Linked DNA regions of Sus scrofa: regions 1 and 3 are each linked to region 2. Evidence: chromatin contacts called from public Hi-C and HiChIP or PLAC-seq data. All regions are on one chromosome and are shown on one strand. Each heading gives the region's core, a stretch centred on a gene start, on an enhancer-like site or on the middle of the called end of the contact. The rest is flanking DNA. Distances are from core to core; before and after follow the strand shown.

Region 1 (3,627 bases), core at 909-3,408, 110 kb after region 2:
AAAAGAAAATCATAGACTTGGAGAATAGACTTGCGGCTGCCCAGGGGGCAGAGGGAGGGAGTGGGAGGGATCGGGAGCTCGGGGTTAGTGGATGCAAACTATTGCTCTTGGAATGGATTTACAATGAGATTCTGCTGAATAGCATTGAGAACTATGTCTAGATACTTACACTGCAACACAACAATGGGAAGAAAAAGTATGTATACATGTATGTGTAACTTGGTCCCCATGCTGTACAGCGGAATAAACAAATAAATAAATAAATAAGAAAGAAAAGAAAACCAATTATGTGCCTATATCCCAATCTAACCAATTAAAAAAAAATAGGAAGATACTCTATCTATTCTATTATTGTTCTAAATAAATCATTTTTGACTAGACGTTATTTCACTGAAAGAAATCACTGTGAGAGACAAGGGATAGGATAAAATGCTGCTTAAGCAGCCCTTTAAAAAAATCCTAACCTTTTCTGTTACATTTTATTTAACACTTTTGATCTATGACAATGTGGTAAAAGTAAAGGTGCTTTCTTATAACAACATACTTACTCAGAACAACATAGCAAATGAGTGTTAAAATAATGAGTTAAAGTATATGATTTTAACTAACCTTTCAAAATTAAGAACTTTTGAATACGTAAAAATGGATGATTCTCAGATTGTGAGTACAAAAGTCTACTTATGAATATAAATAGAAATCTAGAGTTGATCACTTAAAAGTATCACAAACAATGCTCCCACAGAATAAGAAGTAAAGGTATATAAGAAAAAGATCATTTATAACGAAAGAAACTTTGGAAACAGCAAAGCATAAATAATATAAATTCCGAGTGGTATAACCATAAAATTGCCAACAGAAGTAATTGACATATGACTCCACTAAAAAAAAAAAAAAAAGACTTTCAAACTAAACTCTCTACAATTCAGTACTAAAAGCAACTTGTTAAAGAGAAAACTAGTGAACTAAGAATCTGGAGACTGTGTAACTCTCAGCAAATGCAATCTAACATCTGAGTTCAGTTTCCTTATTTACAACACGGATCTGGGAAGGTATCTGAATGTAAAAGTTTCCTTTGAAAGGACTCCCTTTCAAAGATATTTCCCTTAATATCTTTCTGTACAAGATATTAAAATCTATTCTCTGGCATATGGTCATAGCTCCACTGTTGCTTGTTTTTTTCCCACCCACTTGTCTTCTTTAAAATTAACACATCTTACATTTTAACACATCTCTTAACACATTAACATTTTAACACATCTCTTCTGATATCGGAGCATCTACTCAATAGCAAGCCATTTTGCTTGGCAAATTAATCAGATGAAGTTTAAATGCCTACTTTATTATTTTTTTTAAACAATGTGAGGCGTCCCCGTCTTTTGCAAACACCGAGAATCAATATCTAAACAAGCACCAACTCACCCCAAGTACCGCCCTATAAAAAAGTTGATAAATTATCTGTTCATTCCCTATTCGTCACACATAATAACAAGGAAATTCACAAGGAATGACATCTAACAAGTCACAACCTGATGATGAAAACTTGCTGGACCAGAGAACAGTTACAGCGAGAAGTAGTCAAAGACAAACAGCAAGAAAAGGAGGATAAAGCAAATTATCAACTCCCAAATCCGGCTAGTCAAGCTGGACGGCAAGTCCGGCACGTCAGAAGCCAGGTAGGACCTGGAAACCAGAACGAAGTAGGCTGTGGCAGCCCCGACCCTCACGGAAACGCCGGGGTCTCCACCTGGCCGGCCGCACCCCTGAGACGCTGGTCAGCTGGGGATCAGAGAAGAGGCGAGAACAAGCGAACAAGCAGTCGCTGTGGACAGACTTCCAGCTCCAGGCCTCGGTGGCCTCACGCGCCCCGCACGCCCATCCTCAAGTCCGAGCTCCACAGGCCTCGCGGGCCGCCGCCGCCTCAGTTAGACCAAGGGGCTGAGGCTCCGGAAGAAGAGGCCGGGCGCTAGTGCCCCCGCCCGCCCGACGCCCGGGCCCAACCTCCTCTCAGGGGAGTCCACCCTCTACGTGCGCCGCGGCTGAGCACCAAAAGCCCCCAACTCCAGCAAAAGTGTAGACATAGTACCTGAGCCTTGGTGCCTGGCCTGTTCCGCCTCAGCACAGCCGTCCCCTCCGCCATGACCATAGTGCCAGAGTCTGGGCGGCAAGTGTCGGTACCCGGATGTAGAGGACGGCTGCCTGCGCGGGGGGCGGGGCGGAGCAGCGCTCTGCGTCCGGGCGCCGGGGAGGGGTGGCTGCTGACGGCACAGCCCTAGCCCGCGCGGGGCAGGGCGGGAAGCCTGGGAGGAGTCTCGGAAAGGGCCGGTTGGCGAAGGGAGGGGAAGGCGAGAGAAGGAACAGTCCTTGGCTAGCGGGCGGGAAGGTTAGGCAAGAGACCGGCGGTGGGGCGGGGGTGCCGAGAGAGGCCCGTGGGAATACGCAGGTGGGCTTAGAGGGCAGCCAGGGTAATGTGCAAGATCGGCAAAACGCGTTGGTGTATCTGTTTAGGCTTAAGTTATACTGGAAGAATTAGAGCTTGCGCAATGGCGACCGTTTCAGTAAACCCTTGTGCAAGCAAATGCCTAGGGAAGTGTTAATTCTGTCCCGAAATCACCTTAGACATGCAAAGTGGGAAACAGGGCCAGCAGTCTGGGAAAATTCCACAGACCCTGCATGAAATCGATCCAATCTCAAATCAGACTGGGGTTGGGAATGTAAAATGATATTTCCGCTACCCGCTAATTTATCTGAAATAGAGTGGACATCTGGTACTGTGCATTAAATAGACAAATTTAGCTTGTATTTTTTGCAAGTCAGAAGCAGGAGGAGGAGTTCCCGTCGTGGCTCAGTGGTTAACGAATCTGACTAGGAACCACGAGGTTGAGGGTTCGATCCCTGGCCGTGCTTAGTGGGTTAAGGATCCGGCGTTGCGGTGAGCTGTGGTGTAGGTTGCAGACGCGGCTCAGATCCCGCGTTCCTGTGGCTCTGGCGTAGGCCGGTGGCTACAGCTTCCATTCGACCCCTAGCCTGGGAACCTCCATATACCGCGGGAACAGCCCTAGAAAAGGCAAAAAGACAAAAAAAGAAGCAGGAGGAGAAAATGAATGCCCCTTGATGGATGGTGGTAGTTTTACATCTTACAGGATTTCACATTTCCTCTGTTGCAAGTTTAACATGTTCTCTAAAGTCATGAAATCACAGCAGTAGTAGCAAACTTTTTTTCTGTTCCTGCTTAGAAACCTTAAATCTTTGATCTGGACTGAGGGAGGCCTTAGGTTACCAGGTGGAAAGACAGTTAAAAGGGTGAACAGTACATATAGCAGGGTGATTTCCAAGAGAGAAAACATCAGTTATCAGGTAAGCCTAAAGATGTATGGAAAATGCTGAGAGCAGAGCTTTGTAACAGACAGCCTCCAAAGATGGAAATAAGGAGAAGCAAGGTTGGTTAAAATGAGTGAGTGCAAAGCTGAATAACTGTCAGTGACTTCGAAGTCTGTTCAAAAGTATTTAACAAACAGGAGTTCCCATGGTGGCGCAGTGGTTAACGAATCCAACTAGGAGCCATGAGGTTGTCAGTTCTATCCCTGGGCTCGCTCAGTGGGTTAAGGATCCGGTGTTGCCATGACCTTT
Region 2 (3,538 bases), core at 894-3,393:
TATATAGAAATGTGTTTGAAACATCATTAAGGGTCAAATAAAATCTTATTTCATTGGACTTTTGGAGATAAAAATGATTACGTGATGGCTCAGTTGTGAACTAAAGGAAGTGCAGTTCCTTTCGCTAGTGATAAAAGAAATTGTTTACGGATATATGCACCATATTCATTCATTTTTTCAGTCATCAGTTCTCAACAGGACTACTGCAATACTCTCCTGAGTAACAGGCTTCCCCCTATTCTTGCTTTTAGTAAGACCATTTTCCTCAAAGCAGCCATAGTAACCCATCAAAAACACAAACTTATGTCAAGCTTCTCCTTTGACTTGTCCATTTGATTATTTGATTCTCTTTGGTTACCTATAAAATAAAATCAAAATTCCCTTTGTGTGGCATATAAAACCCATTAACTGTCTCCTGCCTCCTTTATAGCTTAGTCTTCTTTCAAATGTTATATTCTAGTAAATCTCAACTGCTTTGTGTTTCTTCAAGTTCATGCCACAGTTTCATGATTCTGTGATATTGCTCATGCTTTTCCCTTTTCCTAGCACACGCTCCCCACCTTTTTTTTATCTCTCTTATGCATATTCATTCTTCAAGACAGCTCAGACAGCATTCTCCAAACCGAGTTAGAAGCCCCTTCTTGGGTTTCTATAATATCCTATGCTTACTTCCATATTAGCAGCTACCAAATCAAATTGAAATTATCTGTTTATGTCTTCCACCTTAAGCCTTAAGTGTCTTTAGGGCAGAGGCCATGTTTAGTCAGCTTGTGTACCCAGACAGCATCTAATATTGTGCCTCCAATATAGCAGGCAGTTATTAAGTATAATGAGTACTTAATAAATAATCTCCCAGGCACGGCAACAGGGACAAGTGAACTTCAGATATTCTACTACTGCCATCCAGGAGCTCACAGCCCATCTTACAAAAGAGGACATGAAAAATGACAGCCATGAAAGCACTAGGAATAGTCAAATGAGTCACACGAGGTTAGCGTCTGCTGTCTTTTTAGCCAAATTTACCCAAAAATTCCTTACCACCAACCACACTCATCCTTGAGACTATGAAATTTTCCTCTGTTAAAAATATTTCTAAAAAGTAAACTATTTCGAGACGAGTAAGCAGAAGGAAGGGACAAGCGGTCACATCAATCTACAGACTAAATAATCTACCCCCCTTTGAGAGTTCTCATGTGACCTCGTCTATATAACCAAAATATCTCTTCAGGCTTGTGTTTAAAAATCTGAAATGTGATCAAGGTTTATTTTGTGAATAACAGGAATGGTGGCAGAACCATTTCCTTTTTATTACTACTCTCAACTCTGTTTTATAATGTTAGCACATTAACAAATTAATGGTATTCACCAGGCGTACTGTTAAGATATGAGATAAGATTATCTCATTCGACCTTCATAACACGCTTATGAAGTAAGTACTATTATTAGCTCCATTTTATAGGGGAGGAAACTGAAACTTGAAGAGGTCCAGTAACTTGCCCAATATCACGTCTCTAGTTGGCACTAGAGGCAGGATTTGAATCCAGGAAGTCTGATTCCAGGGCTCCCAGTTTTGATGAGTGCACCATTCTACCTGACCTGTAAATAGTAAAGTACCCATTGCAGTAAATACCCATTACAATTATAAATTGTTCTTGACTTCAGGTAAATGGCAATTTCTAAGACTGAATGAATCAAATTGTCACTTTTGTTGTTGTTTTCTTTTAATTAAGGATGCTCTGGGACTTGTGGAAGTGTTTATTAGTTATTATCATAAACCTTCTAATAGTATTTTAAACTTAAAGAAGTTTAGGGAAACTAATTACCCCACATTACTCTCTCTCTCCTTTGTGATTAAATGAAGTCTTTTATTATAATATTTCATACAAACTTTTATATGTGGCAGTTTTAACTAGCATATGATTTTTCCAGCAAAAACGAAACTTCATGTGGAAAGAAATCCTGAAGAGAGCTATCTAAAAACTAAAAGTGGGTTGTTGTTTTTTTTAACTTTAACGTGTCTCCTTTTAGACTCCAGAAACAGTTTTCTCATAAAGCTGACTTCCTTTCTGGAAATGATTTTTGTTTCCAACCATGTTGAGAATCCATTTCTCTCTCCCTCTATTTCTCTCTCTCTCCCCCCCCCCCAACCCCTCTCTCTCTCTCTCTCTCTGTCTGTGTCTCCCTCTGTCTCTCTCTCTGTCTGTCTGTCTCTCTCTCTCCCTTCTTGCTTGGTAGTAACTAGGAAGAAGGAGGGGTGGGCACAGGAAAAAGGGAAAAGAGAAAACAGAAAAAGAATTGCATGCCACTATGTCTGAATATATCCTCTACTTGTAGATAATTCCATCTAATTTGCACTTTTGTCTTTTTATTTCCGTTTTTGGACACCTCCTTTATCATCCAGCCAACTGGGATAGACAAAGCACTGTTGGTGCCCTGAGCGACAGAACTCTGGTAGGGGGCTGGCTGTAAATTGACGTGGCATGGAAATTCTTCGCTAAGTTGTAGCAGCTTGCATGTTTCTCCTAAGAGCAAGCCCAGCCTCCCGGAGCTGTAGCTTAATCATCATGGGTTCAACGACTTTACAGAAAAATGGATAGAAGTCTTCTGCTCCTTTCTTTGGACTCAAATGTTTTCTTTTTGAATATCTATGATTTAGCTGAAAAAATCAAAGCAGTTAAGTCTGTAACTTTCTTTTTGCAGCTTAAACAACAGAATTTGCTGCTCTCCCTCCCCTATCCTGCAATTTAATTCCTTACAGATTTTGCCATGGGGTGCGGACTTAGAAAGCTAGAAGACCCTGATGATAGCAGCCCTGGAAAAATATTTTCTACCCTGAAGAGACCGCAAGTGGAAACAAAGGCAGAATTTGCTTACGAATATGTATTGCTGGATTTTACTTTACAAGGTACTTTTTGCTTCTTTTTATTTGTTTAATGAAAGATTTCAAAGATAAGGGACTACTGGTTTTTTTAAGTATTGGTTCGTGAATTTTTAAACTGCCCTTCATAATCAGATTGTACAGTCAATCTAACAGTAATGCTTTGTTTCTTCCACTCTGAAAGATTTTTGTTTTGTTTGCTTTGTTTTTTTGTAAATTTGGTTCTTATGTACTTTATAAAATTAGAAAAAGTTCTTGGAAATATGTCTTTCATTTTTAAATCAAGTGCTTATTTGTAGAAGGATATATGAAAAAGATTTGATTTCCAAGCCAAACAGCTATACCCTTAATGACAGTCTGTGTTTTGAAAAAAGATCTGCAAGGCACAAGAAGGTAGCATACAAGAAATATTACTTGCATCATGTAGACGAGTGTTTGCTAAGACAATTCCGAGGTTTCCAGCTATGGTTAAATGTTCTGATTGTGCTAGTCACTTGATATTTTTGACCAAACTAAACTTGAAGTTTGAAAATACAGTAAAAAAGAAAAAAGGGGGGAAAAAATAGTCTTCTGTAAGACACTTCCTTTGCTTGGTGCCTAACAGAGAAACTCCCTGTTCCAGAAAGTTGGAAACACAAATAAACAAGCCCAGATGGCAGC
Region 3 (3,781 bases), core at 131-2,630, 100 kb before region 2:
TCTTGTGCATCTTTTTATGTCTCACAGTATGATGTATTGGACAAAATAGGAACTCTATAACCATGTACTAAGTACTAATCTTACATGATGTATCTAAATTTTAAAATTTTTTTAAATTGCTTTAAGGATTAAGAGTTAAAAGCAGAAAAGAAAATTATCAAACTGCAAATACAGTGTATCATCCTAACACCTTGAATTAGTGTTCCTTCCCTCAGTTGTTGATCAACTTGCGTGTCACAGACTGAACACCTACTATGGTGAATACAGTCTTCAAAAATAAGTGTTTTCAGGCAAAAAAGATTGGGCAAAAGAGACTGTAGTAATATCTACCTAAATCCATCATTACTGCTATAAAAAAAAAATGCCCAAAGAAGATAATGTCTAATGGCACTGAACAGCAAAGTTATTCTCCTCTGGAATATGAATTTTACTTTTAATAGGTTTGTAGTCTCCGTTTCCCACAGATACTGAGAAAATAAGCTTAAATTGTATGCACAAACATATAAAGACTTTTAGGATGCTTTAACTGACCTCCATTCAGTGAAAAAAAAAATATTTCCCATTTTTGGCAAATAATATGAAGAGCTAATGTTTGAACAGAGTAAAAATTAAATACATAACAAATTTAACTCTATATCCTAAAAGTAAAATAACCCAAAGTCAAACTTTTATAATAGAGAATACAAAAGTTATTACTGATGTAATTTTTGACAGGTGTTGCTCCTAATTCTTTAAAATTTTATGTCAAAATGGTTAACATCATGACCTGCTGTCAGAAAGACCCCGGTTAAATCTATAGCTTTAGACCTTGATCAAATTACTTAACCTCCAAATCTCCATTTGCTCACCTGTAACATGATGAATACAGGAGTATCTATTGGAAGGGTTTCTGTGAAAATAAAATGATTAAATGATACTGATTGTAAAGCACTGCGGCTGGCACAAAGCGAGCCCTTGATAAGCTATAATCATCATCGTTACAGAAGTTTATCTAGTTTCTCTTAGAACTTGGTTATACGGGTTACATATATATATATATATATACATATATATATATACTATACTGGCGATATAGGTATATAAGAGGCAGCTAGCTTTTAGAAATAATTTTTACAAAACAGTCTTATTTCAAAGGAAATCCCAGGGCGGCTAGAGCCACTCCAGCCAAGTGGCACAGTCCTCACCCCTCGGGCGCGCGGGTGGCTCCCTCACCGGCCGGCTCCAGAGGCTGAGCGGAGGTCCCGCGGTGCTCAGCCGGCGCGGGCCTGGGGCGGGCGCCGGAGCCTGGACACGGCTGCGGCAGCGAGTCTCGGCCAAGCCGCCCGCGCAGCCCCGCCCGCTCAGCGAGGATGAGTGACGGCGACAACAGGTGCAGAGCGGCGTCCGCGGCTTCTCCGGAGCCCCCGAGTTTGGCGCGTCAGGCCCAGGGGGTCAGACTTTGACTCGGCAAACTGGCCTCCTCGCCCCTCACCAGCCTTCTTCCGAAATCGCCCCTCAGCCGGCTTCTCGCACTTTAGTAAAGCCTGAGGTCACCTCCGCCTCTCTCACCAGTCCCAGACGCCAACTTTCCTCCAAAGGAGAGGAGAGGGAAAGGCGTTCGGTGCATGGAGCTTTGCATAACCGTTCGCTTTCTCCTCCCCAGCCGTCCGAAAGCAGGCAAGCGTGGCTCCAGAACCGAGCTCTCGGTCCGCACACCCCACTCCCGTCCCGACGTGCCGCACGCTCTGCAGCTGAGACGGCCCAGCTCAGCGAGCACCAGCCACAGCCGAAACTCACCCGCCCGCACCCCTCCCCGGCTTACTGCGCCCGCCCGCACCGCTGTCCGCCGCCCAAGGCGAGGTCGCCTGCCTCCCGCCCCCACCCCCCGCCCGACCCCAACCACCCCCGCCCCCCCACCCCGGGTGGCAGGTTCAGGCCCTGGGTCCGAGCCTGAGTCGCTGCAGCTGCCACCGCCGCCGTCGCCGCCAGGGGGAGAGAGTCTCCGTCGGGAAACGGGGGGCTGCTTCTGGGTGTGAAGGTGCTTTCAAACTTTACGGTTTTGTTCCTCTCACCCGGCTTTTGAAGAGCGGAGAAAAAGATGGAGACCGAGTCGGGGTCGGTGAGTACAGTGATCAGGGCCTAGGGTGCTGTGCCCCAGGGTGCGGGGGAGAAAAAGCAACGTGGACTCCGTCCGTGAGGGGCTGGAAGAGCAAGTCTACAGCCCACTAGTTCATCGGGAAGAAACGTGAACAGGGAGCCCCATCGACTTCCACCAAGAGCAACCCGCCTGTAGGCCTGTGGGGTTGTGTCCTGGGGTTGGCAGGGTGTGGCCAAAGGACCTGGACAGGTGTGGACGGGCTGAGGGACCTCAGAAACGGCCAGGAGGTTTGGGGAGGCGGTGGGTGGCTAGGCCCCGTGCACCAGATGGGGTCCAGGCTAGAGAAACAGTTTTCCCGCCGAAACTTGACTAGGCTGAGTCTTCAGTGCTCACTCGAGCGGTACTCCACCCAGCAGCCCATGGGAGGAGTTGCTGGGGCGACTGACGCCTCCACTCCCGGAATGGTCAGCGGAGACCAGAAGGCCTGAGAGACCTGAGGGGGACCGGGTAGGGAGGACCTGTACTCAGGTGGGACCCAGACACTGTAGCACCGGGTGCGCGCCCAAGCTGGTCAGGCCTAGCGGGGGAGGGGCGGGAGACCGAGTAGGCCCGAGACGCTGTGGCAACGTGCCGCCGCGCCCCGCCCCGCGACCCGCCGACAGCCAATCAGCGCGCTCCACGCCAGGGCCGCGGGGCCTGATGCACACGAGGCCGGCGTCAGGCTCGGTGCCGTTGAGGGTTCCCGAGGGTTCCCGCCACTGCTGCTGGCGGATTTGCTGGGCAAAATTTCTCGCTGGCTAGCTTTCTTTTCCCTCCCGCACTTTGGTGGGGAGGGGGTGGATCCTCGAGTCAGTGCTCAAGTTCACGATGACCCCAGAGAACCCGAGGAAGTTGTCGCTGCGGCCGTTTCCCCCAGCGCCTCAGCTTTCTGGCCTCGGAGGGGAAGGAGCACGGAGGCCGTGACTGCGACGGTTAGCCCACCCTCTTCCTGTTGTCTTCGTCGGCAAAGTAGACGATAGTTTTCGAGGTTAATTCTCAAGTGGCGGAGGCAGAGGGGGCACATTATTTGGGAGGAAATTTTAAATAAACTCTTTAGTACTAGAAGTTTTACTAAGCTAAGAACCCTTATGTCTAACCCCAAAACCGCACCCATCTAGGAGCTTTTCATATATTCGCAAAATTATTGACAGCAGAATTTGAGGCTTTTATTACCTCAATGAATTGCTAGCCTTCTCTAAAGAACTTCGATGTTGCCTGTACCTGAGCCTTGTTACTGCCAAAATTAATATTGTGTTCTTCAGCCCACAAGCTAATGGTTAGCATATCATGAACAGGAAGAAATTATTCATTTATTCATTGGTTCAACAAATATTTGAACACCCTCTTTACCTACTTTAGATGTCGCAGAAACAAAACAGGCAAAATCCCCTTCTTTCGTGACGATTACATTATAGAGGGAAAGACATAGTAAATAAATTATATAGTATGTTGGAAAGTGGTAAGGAGAAAAAGCAGTTAGAAACCGCACTAGAACAGGAGCCTTAGAAACTGGAGAATGAAGTGAATGGGATATAAACAACTGGTGTTTTTCTTTCCTCAGTATAACTGATTTCTCAAGATTGGAAATAAAGCACTCTGTTCTCTTCCATTCATGTCATTCCTCTCATGGAAAAATAATAAAGACTGAGTTTTGCAAATGGGTAA

Evidence for each region. A called contact is a pair of places that touch in the nucleus more often than the background predicts. HiChIP or PLAC-seq counts read pairs in DNA pulled down with a chosen protein or histone mark.
Region 1: a contact with region 2 is called in a Hi-C map of skeletal muscle, with 6 times the contacts expected there. The contact joins the promoter of MOBKL3 here to the promoter of RFTN2 in region 2. A contact is called at or near these places in 1 of 5 promoter capture datasets (fetal liver), 6 of 47 Hi-C or Micro-C datasets (alveolar macrophages, brain, embryonic fibroblasts and 3 more) and 2 of 2 datasets of contacts at active chromatin or transcription factors (alveolar macrophages and skeletal muscle).
Region 3: an H3K27ac HiChIP or PLAC-seq map of skeletal muscle shows a contact between it and region 2. The contact joins the promoter of BOLL here to the promoter of RFTN2 in region 2. A contact is called at or near these places in 10 of 47 Hi-C or Micro-C datasets (brain, embryonic fibroblasts, fetal heart ventricle and 5 more) and 1 of 2 datasets of contacts at active chromatin or transcription factors (skeletal muscle).

Annotation. Positions count from the first base shown.
Region 1 is chr15:101,389,444-101,393,070 of Sscrofa11.1, reverse strand. MOBKL3 (MOB family member 4, phocein) reads right to left here and starts at 2,158. Exons shown (of 8, transcript NM_001032379.1): 1 at 2,084-2,158. The coding sequence starts at 2,143.
Region 2 is chr15:101,499,531-101,503,068 of Sscrofa11.1, reverse strand. It overlaps RFTN2 (raftlin-2), which reads left to right and starts at 2,143. Exons shown (of 9, transcript XM_021075725.1): 1 at 2,143-2,905. The coding sequence starts at 2,767.
Region 3 is chr15:101,599,831-101,603,611 of Sscrofa11.1, reverse strand. BOLL (protein boule-like) reads left to right here and starts at 1,380. Exons shown (of 11, transcript XM_021075731.1): 1 at 1,380-2,098. The coding sequence starts at 2,078. It also overlaps a transcript of PLCL1 not described here.